Linked DNA regions of Mus musculus: regions 2, 3 and 4 are each linked to region 1. A link is a contact called in public ChIA-PET, HiCAR-type and promoter capture Hi-C data. All regions are on one chromosome and are shown on one strand. The core of a region is the stretch at or near the end of the contact, and the rest is flanking DNA. Distances in the headings are between cores, read along the strand shown.

What was found. Promoter capture Hi-C pulls out the DNA fragments that hold promoters and counts their contacts. ChIA-PET counts read pairs in DNA pulled down with a chosen protein or histone mark. HiCAR-type assays count read pairs that join an accessible place to other places.
Region 2: an RNA polymerase II ChIA-PET map of memory CD8 T cells shows a contact between it and region 1, with 15 read pairs. The contact joins the promoter of Amdhd1 here to the promoter of Ndufa12 in region 1. A contact is called at or near these places in 1 of 39 promoter capture datasets (the C10 cell line) and 1 of 115 datasets of contacts at active chromatin or transcription factors (memory CD8 T cells).
Region 3: a HiCAR-type map of astrocytes shows a contact between it and region 1, with 2.1 times the contacts expected there. The contact joins the enhancer-like site here to the promoter of Ndufa12 in region 1. A contact is called at or near these places in 4 of 39 promoter capture datasets (the HPC-7 cell line, hippocampal neurons, liver and 1 more), 1 of 484 Hi-C or Micro-C datasets (B cells) and 1 of 115 datasets of contacts at active chromatin or transcription factors (astrocytes).
Region 4: a promoter capture Hi-C map of liver shows a contact between it and region 1, with 4 times the contacts expected there. The contact joins the promoter of Snrpf here to the promoter of Ndufa12 in region 1. A contact is called at or near these places in 4 of 39 promoter capture datasets (the 3T3-L1 cell line, the C10 cell line, liver and 1 more) and 2 of 9 other capture datasets (adipose tissue and pancreatic islet).

The regions. Positions count from the first base shown.
Region 1 is chr10:94,197,732-94,200,386 of GRCm38.p6, reverse strand. It overlaps Ndufa12 (NADH:ubiquinone oxidoreductase subunit A12), which reads right to left and starts at 1,352. Exons shown (of 4, transcript NM_025551.4): 1 at 1,257-1,352; 2 at 355-437. The coding sequence starts at 1,342.
Region 2 is chr10:93,538,678-93,541,332 of GRCm38.p6, reverse strand. Amdhd1 (amidohydrolase domain containing 1) reads left to right here and starts at 1,300. Exons shown (of 9, transcript NM_027908.1): 1 at 1,300-1,499. The coding sequence starts at 1,363. Ccdc38 (coiled-coil domain containing 38) reads right to left here and starts at 701. Exons shown (of 16, transcript NM_175488.6): 1 at 524-701.
Region 3 is chr10:94,828,187-94,830,841 of GRCm38.p6, reverse strand. All of the region lies in intron 20 of Plxnc1 (plexin C1), which reads left to right. Among named protein-coding and RNA genes, the nearest start is that of Plxnc1, 120 kb to the left of the region's middle. Within about 2 kb of position 1,296, at least 232 of the 459 cell types and tissues checked have an H3K27ac peak or open chromatin away from gene starts, as enhancers often do. A contact at or near this core is called in B cells, the HPC-7 cell line, astrocytes and 2 more, where this site is marked.
Region 4 is chr10:93,588,328-93,590,982 of GRCm38.p6, reverse strand. It overlaps Snrpf (small nuclear ribonucleoprotein polypeptide F), which reads left to right and starts at 1,325. Exons shown (of 4, transcript NM_027246.1): 1 at 1,325-1,444. The coding sequence starts at 1,442. 4933408J17Rik (RIKEN cDNA 4933408J17 gene) reads right to left here and starts at 1,570. Exons shown (of 4, transcript NR_045810.1): 1 at 1,213-1,570.

The DNA.
Region 1 (2,655 bases), core at 103-2,602:
TTCCGTTCCAAGTCACTTAGTATCTGTTCATGCATGATGTCAAAACTAGACTCTGAATCCTAACCCCATCCATTTATACACACACACACACACACACACACACACACACACACACACACACACACACAAAATCTATAAATACTGGGCTGGAGAGATGGCTCAGCGGTTAAGAGCACCGACTGCTCTTCCAGAGGTCCTGAGTTCAAACCCCAGCAACCACATGGTGGCTCACAACCATTTGTAACAAGATCTGACACCCTCTTCAGGGGTGTCTGAAGACAGCTACAGTGTACTTACATATAATAATAAAATAAATCTTAAAAAAATAAAAGAAAAAGAAAATACTGCACTCACCAAAAAATTGCTTGTTGTCTTCGTAGTATTTATTTCCATATTTGTCTTCTCCCACCAGTGTACCAATCCTTATATCATTTGCCCTTTAAGAAGTACACAGAGGAAAAAAAAGGCATCTCAGAATGATTCACACTGTTCAAGACAAACCCAGAAACAGACCGTACCACCGACTGTTTCTGCATCGACACAAGAACGAGATGCTACGGGGGATGCTCGCTGCTTGTACACCTCTAGCCTTCAGCCGAAGGCTCTTGCCACTCAACGCTCACGAATTAACTTTCTGGCAAAGAGCTCTGGAGTCTCCTGTGTTGTCCCAGCAGCATGCAGACAGGTGTGTGTGTGTGGGGGGGGTAATCAACCAAACAACTGATGTGCTTAGATTGCATATAAAACACTACTTTCCAGCTACGGTCCACGTATGTAGATACGTGCACCCTGAGACACTAAGTTAGCAAAACCTTCAGGCAGTCAAAGTACTTCATCATCTTCGTATTACGAGTGTCCCCTGGATTATTCACTGGTCCTCCGGATTTGCTGCGATTTATGGGGCTAATCGGGACTAGCATGATCGCCACCTTCAACTTCTTACTGTACACAGTGCAGAGGAAAACTTGCCCAAGGTCACCGTGAGGGGTAGAGGGGTTGCTATGCTAAGCCTCATTACACCCCAGGACTCGAGCCCGGAGCATCCCGGCTACCCTAGCACCTGCGTCACAGCTCCGCCACTAGGGGCTGAGTAGGGCCCAGAGACGTCTCAGTCCAAGGAACTCAACTCTTGGGACTGAACTTGTCCTTGACCGGATCCCTGGACCTCCAAAGTGATCTAATCTGAGCTCCTTTCCAGGAAAGCAGCCAGCGGAGGTGCGTCCCCAGAGACCCAGGGTCTAGCCCTGGCCTCCTACCTGAAGAAAACCCGTAGGAGGCCCCGCAGGCCGCCGTGGCCGGTGACCTGCTGCACGCCGCGCTTCAGGACCTCCACCAGCTCCATTCTCATCTGCATGGTCCGCCCCTTCCGTGTTCGGGTAAAACCCGCCGGGCGGAAGACGAGATACTCAAGGCGCCACCGTTTGGAGGTTCCTGCTCGTCAACCGGCCGCGGAGGTCGTTCTACGCAGGCGCAGAGCTGGAGGTCGCGCAGGGAGGATTATCTGGGGTTTTACAGTACAGGTTGGTGTCTTCCTAAAGGTGAAATTAATGTTTTCGGAGGCTGTACCCAGAAAGCGACCCTGCGGGGAGAAGTACGCCAAGCAAAGCTTTCCCAGATGGGAGTTTCTCCTGTCGAAATAAGTTTCTTCCTCCAGACAACGATGACGCACATTCCAAAAATTCCTTATAGCACTAGAAGCTAAGAAATGCATTACTGACCCCACAGCGGTATTGTACATTTAATACAGAGTGCGTATGATTTTGAATTCATTAAGCGTCGGTATGCTGGTAGATGAGTGATGAAGAATTGCAAAGAATAAGATTAAGTAAAATACCTGAAGGATTTGTTATTTTATTGTTGCAAGGTGTAAGCACAGACACTAGGTAGACTTCATCACAGAGTTAGTGCTTTACAAAATAATAAAATAAATAAACAATACTGGCAAACCCCTAGCCATAAAAAAGAAAAAGAAAAGAAAAGAAAGAAGAAACTAGGATTAATAAAATTAAAGATTAAAAATAGTTAAGTGTCAAGTCGACAAGGCTGGCCAGATTGCGAACCTCGGGAATACACCTGCCTCCACATCCCTGGAACTGAGTCTACAAAGGTGCCACCATACCCGAATTTTCTACATGGGCTCTGAGCTGTAACTTCTTTTCTCACGCTTGCAAGGTAGGCTAAGATCAAACCCAGGTCCTTGGCAAGAGCAGCTAATATTCTTAATTTCATTTTAAAAATATTTTGCGTTATTTGCATATTGTTTCCAAGCCCTGTGTGTCTTTACATATTCCTCACAATATGTATGTTTTTTGATGACTAGAATGCAGGGGAGTCACAGGAGACTTCTGATAGCAGGATAGAAGGCAAATTGGCCTCCAGCTCTTTCCCTTAGAACACAGCCAGTAGGCAGTAAGGAGCAGAACAGAGAGACTCTGGCCATGCCCAGATTCTGTCCCACTGCAAGTCCCAGCTAACAGCCACTAATACTCAGTGACTACAGAGATTTAAACCCATGATTTCTGCCAGACCCCTGTTCTGACTGAATGGAGATAGGTTGTCCCTGACCACCTCTGTCTGTATTATACATTCATGTGAAAATGCACACTTCTAACTGGTAGGTTTGGGGTGGCTAACCGCAAAACCTTGATGCTTGAC
Region 2 (2,655 bases), core at 51-2,550, 660 kb after region 1:
AGAGAGAGAGAGAGAGAGAGAGAGAGAGAGAGAGAGAGATCTGAATTAAAAGGCTATCCTGATCTACATAAAGGGCTCCAGAACAGCCAGGGCTACACAGTGAGACTTATCTCAACAAGAGAAAAAAGACCAAGGGGGGGGGAAGCCCTAAAACCACATATGTACAAATAGCATTATACAGACCAAGTGGGCTGTATTTATGTATTTAGGGACACACACACACCATAGAAAAGGTCTTGAATTTGAAAGAGAACAAGGGTGGTTTAAGAGGAAATCAGGAAATGATGTCATTGTAATCTCAAAAAATTTATGTGTGTGTGTATATGTGTATGTGTGTGTGTGTGTGTGTGTGTGTGTGTGTGTGTGTGTGTGTGTATGTATTCTTTACAAATCCTGCCTGCCAGTTCTTTAAACAATCTGGATACTGTCTGTCTACAACCTTGAGTGCAGTGGTGTGTGTGAAAGCCACCACACTCGGGAGGAGGGGGGGAGTGTCAGACACCCGGGTCAAATCTGGTTTTACCTCAACAAGTCTGGATCACTGTTGAGACCTATCCTTCAAGAAGGCGGTCGGGACAAAGCAGACAGAGGCACCAAACTGATACTCTGTGTCTCAGCTTCATCCTTCCCTGCTCCAGGCTCCCTTCATCCTGGGAACCGCTTACTACCAGGCCCAAGCGCCGATCTGGCCAACCGAACACGCGTGGCACCCGCAGCCAGGCTAGGAGGGTCACGCGGACACCGTGAGCCTCTGCCCCGTGCCCCTGTCGCCTGTCAGCGCAAGTTTGCTAGGTTCAAGTTCCAGCTCCCAGGGCACAGTGTGTTTTTGTCTCTGTTTCTGTCACTGTGTCTAACACACACACATACATACATACACACACACACACACACCATGCACACTCACACCACACGCATACACACACCCCACTGTGTCTGCCTCTGTTTCTGTCACTGTAACACACACACACACACACACCACTGACGTCTCTGTGTGAGCCCTTCCCAACAACACTTCACTTGGCCACTGCACCGCATCTACCTCGCCCAACTTGATCACTTCCGGTGGTGGCTAAATTTCAGTTTTGTTTTGTTTTTAATCCAGAAGTTAGGGGTTGGGGAGGGGGTGATATAACCATCACCTCCTTTACTCCAAACCTGGAAAGGAGACCTGAAAAGACTGGCGTCCACAATAAAGTTTATTCCAACTTTATTCCAGGCGCTCTGGTTGGCACTGCTCCTGTCCCGGTCACTGGCTGCTGGCCAGCTCCCGCCCCACGCTGCCCAGCCCCGCCCCGCCCTGCCCGGGAGCCACAGCTCGCAGGCTCTCCTGTCCTCCGCAGCCCGCCAGCGGCTAGAGCGACAATGACGAGCAGCCACCGCCTCCTGCTGGAGAACGCACAGCAAGTGGTGCTGGTGTGTGCCCGCGGCGAGCGCTTCCTGACCGGGTCTGCGCTGCGCAGCCTGGCGGTGCTGGAGGGCGCCAGCGTGGTGGTGGGCACGTGAGTAGCCAGTAGCTGGGGACAGGCGAGATGGGGTTCCGGAGCGAAAGCTCTTTCTCCAACAAAACACCTTCAGGGCATCTTTCATTATGATCATTGATCATTGATCCCATTATAGCTTCTAAAGTACTGGCTGGTGGGTTTGCTTTGTTGTTTCCAGAAGAGTCTGTAGACTCTTTTTTGCTCTAAAATCCCGGATATTGATCCAGGTGTGCAGTCCCAGCACCCAAGAGGCAGAAGGTGAGGTCTGTAGTCTAAGGCCATCCTTGACTGTATGTAGAGTTTGCATGTGAGATCCTGTTTCAAAAAACAATCAAGAACTTAAAAAAAGAAAGAAAGAAAAGAAAGGAAAGAAGGAAGGAAGGAAGGAAGGAAGGAAGGAAGGAAGGAAGGAAGGAAAGGAAGGAAGGAAGGAAGGAAGGAAGGAAGGAAGAAAGAAAGAAAGAAAGAAAGAAAGAAAGAAAGAAAGAAAGAAAGAAAGAAAGAAAGAAAGAAAGAAAGAAAGAAAAGAAAAAGAAAAAAGGACAGGGTTTCTCTGTGTAGCCCTGGCTGTCCTGGACTCTTGTAGACCAGACTGGCCTCGAATTCACTCACAGAGTTCCACTCATCTCTGCTTCCCGAATGCTGGGATCAAAGACATGCCCCTCTTTAAAAAAATACTTTTAAATAAAACTAACATTACATCTTTTTTCCCCCCTCAAAAAGCACCTGTGGTGTGCATTATGTAGTCCAGCATAGTGGCCATGTCTTTAATACCAGCACTCTGGAGGCAGGGGTAGACTATTCAAAGTCAGCTTGCTCTACGTAATTCCAGGGCAGCCAAGTGAGACCATGTCGTAAAACAAACAAACCTACGGCTGACCCGCAAAATCACTCAAGCCCTGCATCAGGGAACTAAGGTTAACACACAGGCGCTTTGCTTTGGGGTTGTTTTCTAAAGTAAATAAAAATGTGTCAACACTCACACCTTTTAAAGAGAAGGAATGAATGTGTATTATTTTGTAGTTTATTCTTTTTCCCACTTAGTAGTAAACAGTAAAGCCTCACTATTCCATGTTAATAGTTTCTAAAGGGCCAAAACTCCTAACACCTTTGGAAGGTGGTTTCTAGCTTCCTTGAGTAATTATGTTACTGGATGTGCACTTTGTTCAAACAT
Region 3 (2,655 bases), core at 47-2,546, 630 kb before region 1:
TTTCTTGAAGTGACTATGGCATATGGTTGAATTTCATTGAACCTTCAAATCTTTCAGAGTCCAAACTTTCTATGAGCATTGGAGCCCAGGGCTGGGTCTGGAGTTAAGACGGCTCCATCGCTTCTTGGCATGTTACCTGTGGAGTTAACAAAAGATGAATATCATTGGGCTGTTTTGAAGCCCAGATGAGCAGGAGTACACCATTTGCTCGGCACTGAGTAAGAACCCCATAAATATTGGCCATTATTATAAAATATTAAAATGAAAATCAGGGTGTTTCTGTTGAACATGGTCTTTGTTCATCGCTCTGAGGCCCTGGGATGGAGGGAGGTTCTTATCCATCTTTAACTTCACCAGCCGTCCAGATTCCAGCAAAACGGCATAATTGTGTATTTGCAGCTTGCTTCAAAATCTAATTAAACCCTGAATAAGATACACTGCTATGCCACAGGTTTTAACAGGGCTGCTTAAGCTGAGATCCACAAGCAGCACTTTAAATTAGACTGTGCCTAGTTTAATGTTTAATGCAATCTTAAGAGTAGATACGCAACATTTAAAAAAAATTTTTTTAACTGACTTTTCCCACTCCCAAGGCAATGGCCGTTTATTAAGATTAATGAAATCTGCCTCCTTTTCTGTTTACTTGGTATATATCATCTGCTCTGGGGATGTGTCAAGTGGTTATTTCTGGAGAGAGCTGCCTTTGGGCCTCCCTGAGGCTGGGTGGGTGGCCACTGCTGAACACAGGTGCTAGACCCTCTCCCAGGTTCCCAGGTCTTAATCCTCAGCTGACCCTAAGCCAAAAGCCCTAGAATGGCATCCACCAGTCTCTTCTCTAAAAACTCTGTGGCTAATGTGTACAATGCTCAGAGGAAACAGAAAGCAAACACGCACCCTGAGGTTTTGTTTAAAACCAGTAAGCTTGCTTGCTATCTGCGTCCATTCCCCAGCGCCCCAACCCACCCAGCTGCCTGAGTCCCCCGGGTTAGCGTGTTCACTGTGGACACTGTATCATTTTGTTGCTTGTGTGTTTCTGGCTTGGTGTCCATTCACTGGTAAGTCTACTGGTTTGAAATTCACTCCCAGCTCTTCCCTACCAGGAACTCGCAGGAGCTGCTTTTAGGCATGAAAGGGGAGAAGTGTTCAGAAAAATCTGGGCTCCAAGCCCAAGCGGCCCCCTTGAGCAAAGCATTCTGGGTCAAGATTTCTTCTCTGTGCTGATTCAAGAGTGTGTGGAACACTCGGTGGTGAGGGGGGAGAGCGGCACGGTGCCCAAGAGGAAGTGGCAGCCAGCCAGTCCTGGGCGGGACTTTCACTTTCAGTGGAAGAATCCCTCCAGTTATCAAGGGGCTTGGGGGGCCTCCTCTTGCCCTGCTCATTGATGCTAAGCAGGTAGCAACCTTCAGGTGAGCTCCCTTCCCAGACTCCAAGGCCTGGTAGGGACAGATATGACAGTTGACATCTATTAAGCACTGCTGTTGGCTATACATCAGACATCAGGCCAAGAGCTTGGATTATCTTTTCTCATTTAACCCTTAATGGTCTGCAGAGGTAAGTACATTTATGGCTGTTTTGCCTATGGGGGCTCAAGACAGACAGAATAGATGTGATTCTGTAGGTCCGAGGGTAGCGAGGATGGTGCCAGCCTCTGAATGAGCTGATAGTCAGCTCTGGTCTGTCATCTAAAGAGAGAAGACATGTCCCCCAACAGATGAGACATACAATTCCTTGTGTTAGTTGACGACAAAGAAATCTTGTGGCCTGGTGGTTTCCTAGGCTAGTCAGTGTCTCTAGAAAGGTTTTTCAACCTGCCTCTGCTACCGAAATCTAGGTTGAGTAGGTATCTATGTGGCACAGGGTAGGGGACAGGCACCTAAGTTCTTAGGGAGATCCTTAAAAGATGCTGGAGGTGACTCGATAGGGCTAGAACTGAGGGCCCGAGGGGCAGTGTGAAGCCATATGTCACCAGCTCCATTTGGGGAATGCTGGAAAATCCTAACTAGAGAGCCCTTGAGCCAGTGGCTGTTCCTCTGCCCAGCCCTGGGGGTCCTGGCTGGCCTCTGCGTCAACCAATGTGGCCAACCCAGTCCCCACACAAGGGCCCTTGGTGTGTCTCTGCCATGTGTAAGAAAGGCAGAAGTGAGGTTCTTAGGTTTGTGGTCAGGCCCTTTCCCAAGGGGGTGGACGGAAAGCAGATCTCGGTGAGATAATGAACCATGAAATAAAGGAAGTTTCGTATGAGAACGAAATGTCAGGTACTGGTCCCCCTTGCCCCACCTTGGAAACTTCTGAACATCCCCCTCTCTGTCCCGCATCAGGAAGAGGCTACTCGCTACTGTCCCGCATCAGGAAGAGGCTACTCGCTACTTGGGGAGTTGTCAGCAGAGGGGAGAGAAGCAAAGAGAGGCAGGGAGGAAGTGGACCAGGAGAGGTAGAGGGTGGCAGGAGACCAAGGGAGGGACCTGTGCTTGGAGGAAGTACAAAGGCAGAGACAGGGGTGAGCGGAGAGGTTAGGGGAGGCCCCAAAGGGTTGTCGGTAACCCTCCTGTTCACAGGAAATCAGACAGAGAGCCAGAGGGATGCTCCTTTCGAAGCTGAATTAGTTAGCTCTGCAGATGAACTTGGTAACATGGGGGCTCCAATTGGAGCCATGTA
Region 4 (2,655 bases), core at 76-2,575, 610 kb after region 1:
GAATCTGTCTGAGTCTAATTCCCAGTATTTCATCACCTACAGTATTAAATTAGAAGTTGGACTAGGTATCCCCAGGATTGTGAGTTTAAGATTTATAAATTTGTCAATGCTGACTGAATAAGTAGAGCATATTTGAGTGTCAGGAACAGTAATTATTCTTCCATTACCATGGGAAAAAAATCCGAGCTAAGATTTCGGTCTGATCAAAATGTATCTGAGATTAGCAGCATCATTTTTAAAATTTTCTTTATCATGTTTTGTCTGCATGTGCGCATGTGCACCGCGGGAGGGCCTGGCACCCACAGAAGTCAAAAGAGAGAGATGGGTCCCCGGCACATGAAACTTTGGATGGTTGTGAGTCACCACCATGTGGGGATGGGATTCGAACCCAGGTCTTTTCACGTGCGAAAAGCGCTCTTCTCCATTGAGCCAACACCCCCAGAATGTGTTGGCATACTTTAATAATATAAACGACAGTCTTTAGGCTTAGGCCTGGGCCAATCTCGAATCTCGAGTTATTTGGGGAATCCATGCCAAAAAAACAAAACAAACAAACAAACAAAAAACCGTTCAGGTTCATATAGGGTTAGATCTCCCGAAAAAGAAAAAAGTACTCTTTTTACACGGGTTTCATATCACAGGTGAAGCGATACTGAAATGTTGAGATTATGGGGAAATTAAACGGGGTTCTGATCGATAACTTTCCATCAGAGCGATTAACCTGTGGTAGCGTCAATAATTCCCCACATCCTATTCACAAACACACGTAAACGGACCTCCTTTGGCCTCTGGTTCTGGGAATGCTTAGACATCAGAACGACAAGAGGCCACCACATTATCCGAGACTTAACTTGACCTGGTTTCAACTGTTGTAAAGCCCCACTTGAGTGCTTTTCACTAGCACTCACGTAGTCTTGCTACCCCAGCTTCCTTTAAAAACCCGCAAGTGGACGGACATTCTGTAATAAAGAACAGTCCCATAAAAGGGGGGCCGTGCCAGAGGTGTTCCCCAAGTGCTGGATCTATGGGAGGATGACCTCCAGAACCCGATCTCGTTCTTTCAGCTGAAGGACAGACTAAACCTTCTTTAGCTAAAGAAACCAAGTCCGTTCGCCAGGGCACTTAGCTTCCCCTTGTCCCGAAGCAAAGACATTGGGGTCGCTCAATCGTTCCCACTTCGAACTTGAGCAGTGGACACAAACACACGCTTACCTGGTTGCTAGGAAACAGTACCGCCATCCCCTCCAATCAGTAAACACGTCTTTGGTGGCCAATCACAGAAGCCGAGACAACGCGGCGTGAGGTGAAAGGTCAGGCCGCTTTTGTCGGCCATTTCTCTTAGCGCGGGTCGCTTGGTTGTAGCGGCAGCCGCTCCGGTCACGAGGGGCGGGCAGCGGCGGAGTCGGCGGCTAGCGGGGTGCAGCGCTCGCCGGTGGTCGCGATGGTAAGGACGATGAGCGCCGCGGGGGCTGGAGGACGGGCGGCCTCGCGGGGCCCGCCGCCCCCTGCGCCTCCCATTCATCCCCACGAGGCGCCGCGCGGCTGGCCGCTCGCTCCTGCTCCCGACGTCGGAGGCCTTGGCGGCGCGCGCGCGGAAGCCCTTCCCCTCCCCGAGATCCCCAGCCACCTTTCCGCGTGTTGTTTGTCCCGGAGCCTGAGGTGTAGCCTAGTTTGGGCTCACAGGGTAGGGGTAAACCGAAGCGAGTTTTCCATTTCTACCTAGCACGCTCCGCAGTGCGCCATTTATTCCTTGCTGTTGACAATTTTAGCAGATTGTCCTCTGGCGCAGAAAACCCCGGCTACCCTTCCACTCATTTAATACTGATCTTAGGCGCCAGGAAGATGGGGTGGTAAGGTAGACTCTGCGTTTTCTTAGGAGTGGGAGGTAGGCAGCCGTCAAATAATAACAACAAAATAAGCAATTACAAGTAGCGGTGATTGTTAAGCAGGGAGCTGATAGGATGCTCTGAGAGGTGCACTGCCTAGTTATAACGCAGTGGAGGAGCGCTCTTCTCCAGAAGGTGTCAAATAACCAGACATCCAGGTCACAGAGCAGGTGGAAGAGTATTTCTTGCGCGAGTTCCAAGTAGAAAGTAGGTTTGACCAGTTGGAATTGACAAGAATTGACCGCTGCTTGCAAGAATGATGGTTTTAAAATACAGCCTGGGACCTTAACGCCTCCTAGGAAATATGAGGCTCTGTCAAGTGCAGTTAGAGACCATTGGAGCATTCTTTTAAGTCACAATAGTACATGACTTGATAAGTGGTTTGTGGATGATAAATTATAGGCAGCGTAAATTGGCTACTCATTTAGACCCTGTGCTCTCCAAGATTCTTTGGGATGGTGTGTGAGTGGAATGGAGTATGGGGGTGGTTATGAATTTAAAGGGAATAATACTTCTTGATTTAGCATTAAGAGGCCCTCTCACTGACGATATTGAGCTTTTTTTTTTTTTTTAATGTCTGCAGAGACCACCCTGTACCTTTATTTTGATTCCTTTAGAGCTTGGATAATGTAGGTATTTGGGGCTTTTGTCCATTCGGCAGTGCTCAAAATGGAACTAGTGACCTAAGTATCCTAGGGCAGTGCCCTGTCATTGTGTTACACACTTGCCCCACTCCCATCTGTCATTCGACATTTAATTGCATAATTCA